2 separate regions of the Mus musculus genome follow, and region 2 is linked to region 1. The links are chromatin contacts, called in public promoter capture Hi-C maps. All regions are on one chromosome and are shown on one strand. Each heading gives the region's core, a stretch centred on a gene start, on an enhancer-like site or on the middle of the called end of the contact. The rest is flanking DNA. Distances are from core to core; before and after follow the strand shown.

What was found. Promoter capture Hi-C pulls out the DNA fragments that hold promoters and counts their contacts.
Region 2: a contact with region 1 is called in a promoter capture Hi-C map of embryonic stem cells, with 2.4 times the contacts expected there. The contact joins the promoter of Qrfprl here to the promoter of Hpgds in region 1. A contact is called at or near these places in 20 of 39 promoter capture datasets (the 3T3-L1 cell line, the C10 cell line, the HPC-7 cell line and 12 more), 7 of 484 Hi-C or Micro-C datasets (bone marrow-derived macrophages, embryonic stem cells, nephron progenitors and 3 more), 1 of 115 datasets of contacts at active chromatin or transcription factors (bone marrow-derived macrophages) and 3 of 9 other capture datasets (adipose tissue, embryonic stem cells and pancreatic islet).

Annotation. Positions count from the first base shown.
Region 1 is chr6:65,143,342-65,148,815 of GRCm38.p6, forward strand. It overlaps Hpgds (hematopoietic prostaglandin D synthase), which reads right to left and starts at 1,389. Exons shown (of 6, transcript NM_019455.4): 1 at 1,332-1,389.
Region 2 is chr6:65,377,973-65,384,128 of GRCm38.p6, forward strand. Qrfprl (pyroglutamylated RFamide peptide receptor like) reads left to right here and starts at 3,322. Exons shown (of 6, transcript NM_175524.4): 1 at 3,322-3,658. The coding sequence starts at 3,322.

The DNA of each region.
Region 1 (5,474 bases), core at 139-2,638:
GTATAATATTTGTAGTCTGTATGTCTAAAAGATGATAGAAATCCAAAGCCAATTCTCTGGCAGAAAGAGTCATCACCGATGGCTAGTTGCAACCCCAATTTTATAATTTATTTAACACCAGTGGCCTAACTGAACTCTCGCACTTCAATAAAAGATATCTGGAACTCAGAGATACTTGGGGTTCCCTGCCACGTTCTTTTCACATGTCCAGCAATTCTGCAATAGCTTGAGTCTGGAGTACACAACTGGAAGCATCCCTGGTCTTGCCGACAGTCTTAACCCCACCCCACATGTGGTGGACACGGCACACTGTTTGCACCTCTATTTGTGTAGAGTCTGGTATTTTAAAATGCAGGAGCTGGATGCAGAGAGCAGCTGAGGAGCTACTGTTCACAGGACATCTTGTCCATGTTGGACATCTTGCCCATGCTGGCATCTCCTAACAGAAGCCACTGCTCCTAACAACTAGGGGATGGAGCGTACAGGATTTCACGATTTCATAGTGCAAGGGGGGAGGGGAGTTTTAGTTCAGACCTGGACAATTTACTGGTAGGGAGTAAAAAATGTAGATCAAAAAAGAAATAGATGACACTTTATTTGCTAAGTTGCTCATTTCAAACACTGGATGCTTAATTTTGAATCAGTGAACTGGGATCTCTATTTTCTATCAAAAACCCCCAGAGAAATGCCACTTTCGAGGCTTGCTTTATGTTAACACCTGAGCACAGGGAGTAGCTACACTGCTCTTTAGGATTGTTAAGTTCAACCATCTGAACTGAAGTAAATCTTTTAAACTATCTCTACTGTCAAATGGTGAAGGAAGCAATTCTTGGACAAGCATAGACACATTTCAACCAAATATGCCTTAACATGATAGAATGTGATGCAAAAAAAGCCCCCGGACACACACACACACACACACACGCACACACACACACACACACACACACACACACACACACACACAGAGCACGCGCACACTCACATGCATGTGTGTGCACACGTATACAGGGTTGAAGGGGCATAAATGAAAATTTATACTGCTTTACATTCTAAAGAAAGTTACCAAGAGAGTTCTAAAGATGTTATCAAGGATGATCAAGATGGGATTTTCTTTTTCCTTCAGGGGTGGTGATGCTCAGGGAATTTCTAGAAGCTTTTGGATCCACAGCTCTTACAGGTTGTCATCCGATTTCTACGTGACCATGTGTGTATGAAAGCCTGGAGTGAGCTGACGCTGTTAAGATGGAACATATAGACCACCGAACAGTCTCAAGCTGGGGAAGACGGGGAGAATCAAACAGAAAGAAGAAAGAGTTCGTGTCACTTACCTATGCAGAGAGCCTTTCCTGTGCCGTGTCTCCGTGTCTCAGTTCCTGTCTGTACAGTGGTTTCTGTGATGAGTGGCAGTCACAAGACAGCCAGAGGCCACTTCCTCCACCTAAAAGCCTTCCTGCCTTTCTCACATGAGATGCACGAGTCCAAAGTTCAGCCTGTAAAGAGCTCTGGGTAGCTTTTGTCATCATTTCACAAGCTCTCTACATTAGTCCAACGTATTTGCATAAAGAGTAAAGTCGCAGTCACAGGTGCTTGTGTGTACAGATTGCTACAAGCTCTTTATTCTTAGTCTTACACCACAGACTTCTGGGGAATGAGAAAACAAGCCCTGTCACGTTTTCTTACAGAGACAAAAGTGTCTTACTTCATTTCCCAGTCTCCCTGGAGACGCCTTTGCCCCGTGCCTTCTCACCCGCGTCCACCCCCAGCACACGCACCGTTTGCTCACCGTTTGCTCTTCATCATGACGTCCCTCACTGCATGATTTATTTGTTTGGTCCCTGCCCTCACACAAGCAGTGTCTGTAACATCCAGTGCTTCAATGTTCCCTCTTTTGAGCTTTCTCCCTTCTACAGGATTGTTGGACATGTCACATAGACCCTGATCTCTATCTGATGGCTGAACGCTCTTAGCATTTCGGCATGGGTCAGACTTTTAAAGACTACATTTGCATGGTTGCTTGAGTTCTGTTTACACTCATTTCTTGGAAGAGGTCCACAGTTTGAAAGAGTCTTAGTGTACAAGATTCAAATACTCCATGAGAGTACCTTTTTCTAGTAGGAACTCATATCTATCAGCTTTAAATTATAACACAAGTTTAATTTCAGTGATAATATTAGCACAGCTTACTGAAAATGTCCAATAAAATATCTGCCTGTGCATCCTGAAATCTGGAAGTTACCCAATGAGACATTGAAACCACACGGTGCTTTTCATGTCCCCAGAACAATCATACCTAGGGGCAACTCTTTTTTTTTTTTAATTTAATTTTATTTTTATTAGGTATTTTCCTCGTTTACATTTTCAATGCTATCCCAAAAGTCCGCCATACCCACCCCCCCAATCCACTACCCACCCACTCCCCCGTTTTGGCCCTGGGGTTCCCCTGTACTGGGGCATATACAGTTTGCAAGTCCAATGGGCCTCTCTTTGCAGTGATGGCCAACTAGGCCATCTTTTGATACATATGCAGCTATAGTCAAGAGCTCCAGGGTACTGGTTAGTTCATAATGTTGTTCCACCTATAGGGTTGCAGTTCCCTTTAGCTCCTTGGGTAATTTCTCTAGCTCCTCCATTGGGGGCCGTGTGACCCATCCAATAGCTGACTGTGATCATCCACTTCTGTGTTTGCTAGGCCCCGGCATAGTCTCACAAGAGACAGCTATATCTGGGTCTAGGGGCAACTCTTATCAACCATGTCATAAGATCCATTTCAAACGAGCTTCTTTTTACTTTGAAAAAGAAAACAAAAAACCTCCAATGATAAATGAGAAAAATATAAATATACATAATATAAATATAAAAATTATATAAATGTAAATAATATAAATACTAATTTGTAAAAAGTTTAAGAAGACACGGGTACAGCCTCTTTTCTGCTCATTACAAGAAGCGAAATAGATGCTGTCTGAGGTGAGGTTAATGGACACAGTGATAAAGGCTCTCACTGAAAACTGTGTAAAATCAGCTGCAAAATGAACGACGGTAGGGTTGTAGCTGGACGAGATCAACATCAGGACCAGATTATCCTTCACCAATGTTTCATGGGGGCTTCTCTTCCACTGGATCTTATTTTAAATCAGCCCACGCATCATTTTCCCTTTATGTTGATAAAGAGGAAGTATTTAAACCCACTTGCTCCTCCATTTGTGGCCTCTGAGTTGCTGGGGAAGAAAGGTCTACAGAGGAAATCCACAAAGTTTCCTTTGTCAGCTTGGGTATCTTTTATTTAGTTTTCTACCATAATCAGTTACTTAGGAAACTAAAACTTGGCCTGATGAAATATTCAAACTTGGGATGGAGGAGTCAGCAAGGCCAACTGTATTTGTTTCAATTTCTAAACTAACTGAGTGGCTAAATGTATGGAAAACGAATTATTGTCTATTTTTCCAGATTTCAAAAAAGTGATTATACTGTTTTCTTTGTCTACCTCCTCAGACACTGTGAAGAACAATACAAGTAAAAGTCATATAAATTCGCTGAAATGTTGAGTGCTCCCTGTAGGCTGTGGACTGAGCACAGTCCTGGCCTGTGTTAGCTCCCCATCTCCATAAAGCATTATGCACAGCCTTGACTGTGGCACACAACGGACCAGAGCTTATTAAAGCAGCACTTAGAGATGAAGAAGTATCCAGATACCTCTTTCTAACTTGCAAGATTTCATGTATATTCTTTTTATGTATAGGGACATAAAAATACTGAAATAGAATAAGTCAAATTAATTTTCAAGATTGTTCCAGAATCAATTTATGTCATTTCTATATCACTTCATCATGCTCTGTGGGAGGAAAGACTAAGCAATAAGTACAATTTCTGGATTAACCCTGTTCTGGTACCCTCAAAAGATGTAATTCTGAAAATTGAAGGCTTGGTCACTGCTGAAGTGCTCAGACAGTTTCCAGAAAACACTCCTCTCTGGCAAGACAGTGAGTGGGAACTGAGGCAAAGAGCACAGGCCCTGTGGACTGAGGGGACAGATCCTTGAGCTGTCTTCAGCCTAAAGCCTGGTAACCAAGACAAGATACTCAAAGGACGAGTATTCCATTTCATAGTCCATAGCTAGCCCACTATCCATTTATTATTTATGGGTACAATGATTATTCATATAGACATTTAAAGAGGATTTTTGGAAAGCTTCAAGTATCTTCCCAAAATTTATTTGTAAAGTTTATTTATTTTAGTTTTTTGACAATTTCGTACATTGTATTTTGGACTCAAAATACAATGGGCTCTGCCCAGATTCACTCCACATTCCAGATTCACTGATCTTTGTGTCTTTGTTCTTAAACCCATTCGACCCAACTAATGCTCTCCATATTCCCTTGGCTGTATGGTCATTTACTGGAACATGTTTTAACTACCAGAAGCTCCTCCCTTAAGGAAAACAGACTCTTTTTCCTAGCAGTATCAGTTACCAAATAGCTTCTCAACCAGGGATAGGACTTTGTGACTACCTTTCCCTTCTATGCTAGTATTTTTTTCTGGTCTGAGCTTATGAAGATCTTGTGTATGCTGTTATAATCACTGTAATTTCATATGTGCAACTGCACTTTTATGTCCAGAAAACACTGCTGAAGTCATCCACCACCTTCGGCTCTCAAAATCTTTCTGCCCCTTCTTCTTTGAGTCTTGGGAGTGGTGTGATATAGATAGATGTCTTGCTTAGGGCTAAACACTCCACAGTTTCTTATTCTGTGCACCACATCCAATTGTGGGTTTTTATGTAAGTTACCTTGTACAGCAAAAAGAAGCTTCTCTGATGGGAACTGAGAGATTCACCAATCTGTGGCTGTAACAAAAAGTCACTAGGATTCTATGTCCCTGGATTCGTTAGGGTTTCTATTGCTGTGAAGAGACACTATGACCAAGGCAACTTTTATAATGGACAACATTTAATTGGGCGTTGGCTTACAGGTTTAGAGGTTTAATCCCTTATCATCACGGTGGGAAGTATGACAATAGTTCAGGCAGACATGTTGCTGGAGGAGCTGAAAGTTCTACATCTTGATTCAAAGACAGCCAGAAGAAGATTGTCCCTTAGTCCCTTAGTCTATAAGAATCTTATTAGGGTTAAAGGTCTAAAGTTCAAAGTCTCTTCTGAAATTCATGCAATCATTTAATTGTAATCCCCTATAAAATAAAAATCAAAAAGTAGATCACATGCCTCCAACGTCACAGGCTATATACACTACCATTCTAAAAGATCAGAGTGAGGAAATATTGGACCAAAGCAAGTCCATAATCCAGCTGGGAAAACTCCAAACTCTGCATCTCCATGTCTGATGTCAAAGTGCTCTTCAGATCTCCAACTCCTTTCATCTTTGTTGACTGCAACAAACTTCTTTCTCTGGGGCTGGTTCCATTCCCTCTTAGCAGCTTTTCTTAAATCCTTTGCATGACCCCTTTAGTCCTGGGAC
Region 2 (6,156 bases), core at 2,072-4,571, 240 kb after region 1:
AACTTCTTAGTTGTGTGTGTTTGTGAGTGTGTGCATGTATGTATGCATGCATGTGCATTGTGGGTCTGCATGTGTACATGTGTGCATGCATATGTTTCTGTGTGTGTGAATTTTAAAAGGAAAAGAATTATTCAAAAGGATATCCTGTCATAATAATAAGGAACAGAAGAAATAAGAAGAGTGAGAGTAAATTGAATAGATTTTCCATTTCCTCTTAATGATCTTGACTTTTTTAAACAGGTGAAGATAAAATTACTAGAATAACAGGTCATTCTAAATGACTGTAGAAGAAATCTTTAAGACAGTGTCTTAGTCAGGGTTTCTATTCCTGCACAAACATCATGACCAAGAAGCAGTTGGGGAGGAAAGGGTTTATTCGGCTTACACTTCCATGCTGCTTTTCATCACCAAAGGAAGTCAGGACTGGAACTCAAGCAGGTCAGGGAGCAGGAGCTGATGCAGAGGTCATGGAGGAATGTTCTTTACTGGCTTGCCTCTCCTGGCTTACTCAGCCTGCTCTCTTATAAAACCCAAGACTACCAGCCCAGAGATGGTCCCACCCACAAGGGGCCTTTCCCCCTTGATCACTAATTGAGAAGATGCCTTACAGCTGGATCTCATGGAGGCATTTCCTCAACTGAAGCTCCTTTCTCTGTGGTAACTCCAGCTGTGTCAAGTTGACACAAAACTAGCCAGTACAGACAGTTATATTGAAGAAAGCTAAAGGGAGATAAAAAGTGAAATTTTTATGCTTGGCTCAAAGTGGTATCCTGATATCAGCAGAGTGTGGTGAGTTATGTATAAATAACATAATGCAACTATTGATACACTTTTGGGTCCTCTACCCATTGGAGGGGTACCCTGACTTCAATACTCAGCTACTCCACTCAACTTCTTTTCTTTTTAAAAAATTAATTATTTTATTTGCTTACATATCAAATGTTGTCTCCCTCCCAGTCTCCCCTCCATGAAGCCTTCAACCCATTAATCTCACCTTTGCCTCTAAGTGGGTGTTCCTCCACCTACCCACCCACTCCTGCCTTACCCTCTAGCATCCCCCTTCTCTGGGGGCATCAAGCCTCCACAGGACCAAATGCCTCCCCTCCCACTGATGCCAGATAAGTCAGTCCTCTGCTACATATGTAGCTGGAGCCCACGTATACTCTTTGGTGGTTTAGTCATTGGGAGTTAGTTGATATGGTTCTTCGTATGGGGTTGTTATCCCCTTCAGTTCCTTCAGTCCTTCTCCTAACTTACTCTACTCAGCTTTAAAAAGCCAGAAAAATCAGCATTCCACGTTCTTAAATGGGAGTCAAGGTCAGAGAGGAGAAGGCTGAGAACAGGACATAGCTGCCAGACAGGCAGTTAGCGTAGGGACCCAAAAGCAGCACTGTCAGAAACATCCTTGGGTCTCTAGTCAGCAATGCAGCCAGGAACTCTTTATCTTCTGGATGAGCAACCTGTCCAAATATTGCACGTGAGGTTGGGGACTAGAATAGCAGTCTAGTCACCAAATTTGTCTATTGAAAAGGTTTGGACTAAATTTTTAAGTTTTCATGGCAATCCAGGTTGTATCTTCTCCAACTTTGGGCCATTTTCTAAATGATTTTAGAATCCCCCCCCCCCCAGCACTCATGTGTTACAATAGCATTAGAGTTTTATTTTAAACTATAGGGCTCCTAGAGCTTTTTAGCTTCTTTTTATGAGGCTAGAGCACAAGTAGCAATACTTTTTCAGTGGTCCAGAATCACCCCAGTAGCTATAAGACATCAGGGCCAAAAGCAGCTTGAGGAGAAAGGGCTTTCTATTTCGCTTACAATTCTCAAGTCATACCCCATCAGTGAGGGAAGCCATGGCAGGAACTCAAGGCAGAAGCCTGAAGACAGACACTGGTACAAGGGCTTGAAGCAGTGCCGCTTACTGGCTTGCTCTTTCATGGCTTGCTCAGCCTGATTTCCTATATCGTCCAGAATCACCTGTCTGGGTTGGCACTGCCTACCCAGATCCGGGCTCTCCCACATTAGTCTTTAACCAAGAAAATACTCCCCAGACTTGCCTATAGGCATTTTCTCAAATGTGGTTTCCTCTTCTCTTGTGCTAAGCTGATAAGAAACTCTGCCTTGTACTAAGATGTTTAAACAAAACAAAAACAAAACAAAACAACTAACTAGAACATCACAGACTAGACAAACTTCTTGATGCTTCCCATAATTAAAGTGCAAACTATAGCCATACAGAAACCAGTCCATGTTTCTTCATAGCAGTTTTATAGCCCAAAGCTGGAGACACCCCAACTGTTTTACAAGGAAGGAATAGTGAAATAAACTAGTATATGTCAGCAATACACCCCACAACTTGGACAGATTGACAATACACTTCACAACCTGGTTAGATTTACAAAACATCTCACAACCTGGATAGGTTTACAGCATATTGTGTCAAGGTGGAGGAGATCACATACACACAAAGTATATAGATTCTGATTCTGTTTATATTATTATACTCTTGACAGATGTGCAGAGACTGCTAGAGGTTAGAGGTCATGAACGGAGGAGCGCGGTCATGGTCATGAAAATGTCCCAGAGTGAGATCTGGGCGGTGATGGAGTTTTGTATCTTGATTTTGTTACACACACACACACACACACACTCTCTCTCTCTCTCTCTCTCTCTCTCTCTCTCTCTCTCTATCTATGTCAATTTTTAGGTTTGTACTTTGTCATACACAGTTATGACAAAACGGAGAAAGTCAGAGTATGCCTGGAACCCTCTTTTTATGACTGCAACTTCTCTTCTGTAATTATTATTTCAAAGCTGAAAAGACTTGAACTCCACTTTGCCATGGGTAGTTGTGGCCCATACATGATTTTACAAGAGGAGAACCAAGAGGCTTTCCAAACCTCAACAACAGTTTTTGTTTTAGTATCATCAACCTGGGCTGGGGCATGGCTTTGGGTGGTTCCAGCAAGGCAGGGCACTCCTTGTTAGGTGCTTTGCTGCAGGAGGCGGCTCTCCAGGGGCTGGGAAGTGCGCGGAGGGGCGGGGTTCAGCTCCACTAAGGTCCAGAAAACTGGACACTGAGCCTCGCGTGGCGCTGCGAGGTTTCTGAGGACCGCAGCGCCTGGCTGGGAACTTTCTTAGAACTGCAAACAGTTTGGCGGCTCTGACTTTGCTCTGGTCACTGCTAGACTCTCTCGCGCCGCTCGCACGGCACGGCAGGGCACGGCACGGCACGGCACGGCGGCACGGCTTCTGGCTTCTCTCCTATACCTCCCGGTCCTCGACTGCCCCACGCGCGGACGAGACGCCTCCCGAGCCCGGCATGTCGTGGAACTTGACCGCGGAGCAGCTCTCGGCGCTGCTTCGGCTGCACAACCTGACGCGCGCTCAGTTCATCGCGCACTATGGGCTGCGGCCACTGGTGCTCACCCCGCAGCTTCCCGCGCGCGCCAGGCTGGCCCTCCTGCTGGTCGGCATGCTCATCTTTGCCCTGGCGCTCTTCGGCAACGCCCTGGTAGTCTATGTGGTGACCCGCAGCAAGGCCATGCGCACCGTCACCAACATCTTCATCTGCTCCCTGGCACTCAGCGACCTGCTCATCGTCTTCTTCTGCATCCCGGTCACCATGCTCCAGAACGTCTCGGACACCTGGCTGGGGGGTAAGGAGGTCCCCGCTAGGCATTTTCCTTTCTGGTCGCCTTTTGTTTTCTCCATCAAGAGAACCCCTGAATTTTTGGAACTTCTCAGCAGGGCTTACTTGCTGAGGGGGCGTTTGTTTCTTTGTTTTATTTTCTGCTTGGGGCCAGCATCCCTCCTTGTCCCATAGATATATTGATTGTGGTAAGATTTAAGTACAGTCCACAGCAGCATGATTCTTCATTCATTTCAGCCCCTCACCGTAATTACATGCTGTTCCCCCACACGCTGTTTAAAATAAACCATTGCAATTTTAGAATAATCTTTCAAATAATAAAACATTTCAAAGGTCATTTTTTTTTCTCTTCTTTCCCCCAACTTCCAGGTTTCCTTCCCAGTTATATATGTGGCTTCCAGACAAGGTTTTGCATGTATTAACTAATAACACACAGACTTAAAACCTTTCACAACAAGTAGACACTGAGCAAAAATGTGTTGGTTTAGTAATATTAAGTAAACATGTCCCCTCTTCATTTCTAAAGGACAGGTGAAATTGCTCTTCATTAGAACAAGGGGTAGGACTGGCAAAGAAATCAGAGACTGGAGGCAATGAGAGAGGCAGTGGGTGGAACAGAAGAAAGGTGGACGCTGGGTTCCAGGGGCCTCGAGATCACTGATAATGATCTCCCACTGCTTCCAGGGCAACTTAGGCAGGAAATAGCAATTCTACCCCTGCTTTCTAGAGTGCTGTATCCTGTGGGTACATTGAAATTCTTAGAAAGTGGTTGTAAATGCATGAGAAATGGATCATTATGCCTTCTTACCCTGCCATTTCTGTCCCTAAGGCTAATTTATTTAAACTACTGGAGGCTCTTTCATCACTCCTTACCTCCTACCACTAGGGGATTACCAGCGAATACCTTCAGTGTTGCGGTTTTTCATGAACTTGAGTTGCATTAATTGTTGGGGATAAGGATAGTAAATTGCTGTCATTTCATCTGATATATTTCCTAAAAAAAAAAAAATCCATCAAATATTGAGTACATAGGTTTGGCTTGAAAGTGACCCAGGGTATATAGATCACTGTAAATAGATTATAGGTTAGAAATGTTTTATCTTCTCTGATAAAATAATTGCATTTGGGCATTCTAGATTTACCTGAGACAGCTAAGTTCATCAATGGAGGGTTTTGGATTATCAAATATTACATTTTTGAGGAGAAGTCATAGAGTTACTACTACTTTTCCTGTATGTACTTAGAAACATATTTGCTCTGCTGAGGTGGTTACATCATCACTGTGACACTGACCACAAGAATTGAGGTTCTCTGCTGGCTATGGAAAGACCAGGTTCACTACTTTGCTCTAACGTGGGGCTAGTTGAACATGTCTGGGCCCCGATTTTTAAATACCATGTTACAATTTGGAGAACTTTGCAAGAAGGAGTGAGACAGACCTTCTGTTCCAAGTCAGGTTAAGGGACGATACTCAGGAAGGTCACAGATCTTCCCTGAGAGGGGAGTCTGAGGAGTCTCTCAAGCTTTCTGCTTCCCCCCCCCCCCCACTCTGGGAAAGATGTGTCACTGTAGCTTCCAACTATTCACTGAGGGTCATATGTTATTCTTATATTTTATGGAGATGGTGTAAAAATAAAGTGTGTCTGAAAAAGTAGTTTGTAAAACATGATTATCCCCAGTTCAGTAGAACACACGTCTAATTCCAGGACTGAGATGGGTAGAGAGGCAGAAGAATTTTATGTTTCTGGCCAGCCTGGGCAGCAGGTGAAGCTGTCTCAAAACCCAGAAATAAGCCAAAAAAGTTGTCGTATCATGGAAGTACAAGGTATTAGAAGTACTATAGATAGCCTCTTCTTACTTATCTAGGACAAGACTTATGGAATAAATAATATTCCATATATTGAGTGACCAACAACAAAACTTTAGAGGAGGAGAAATGGACTACAGAGGGACTGGCTAAGGATACGAAAGAGAAGTAACTTGTATGTTATAGGTTAGGAGAGTATTGCAGAACTTCTTTGATAAATTAACACAGGTTAACCCAAATTAATGAGACCTAAAAACTAATTCTTAATTTATTCATTTGATAAAATGATTAAGAATCTGCTATATGGCAAAGGATTTTTCCTTGCGATTATAAAAACAAATAAGCTTATATAGTCCCTTGCAGGGCCTCGGAGAATAGAATGGAGTCCAAGTGAGCCAGGACAGTAGTTAATATTTAGAAAAAGATTCAGTTTGCTCTCGGACCATAGGGGAGTTGGGAAAGCTTTCTGAGGCTATGTTGTTTGAACTGTGTCTTGAAGGATGATTCAGATCGTTTTCCACAGAGGAGAATGGGTTCATCCACAGTTTGGAGAGAGAAAGGTCTGATGTTTTAAGAGCACTGTATAAGGTGTCTCAGAAATACACAGCTGGTACGTGGGAATTGGTAGGAAATAAGAAAAGAAAGCTACTGTAATGGGGAGAAAAAATGTTACATAAAAGTGTAAAATATAAATACCT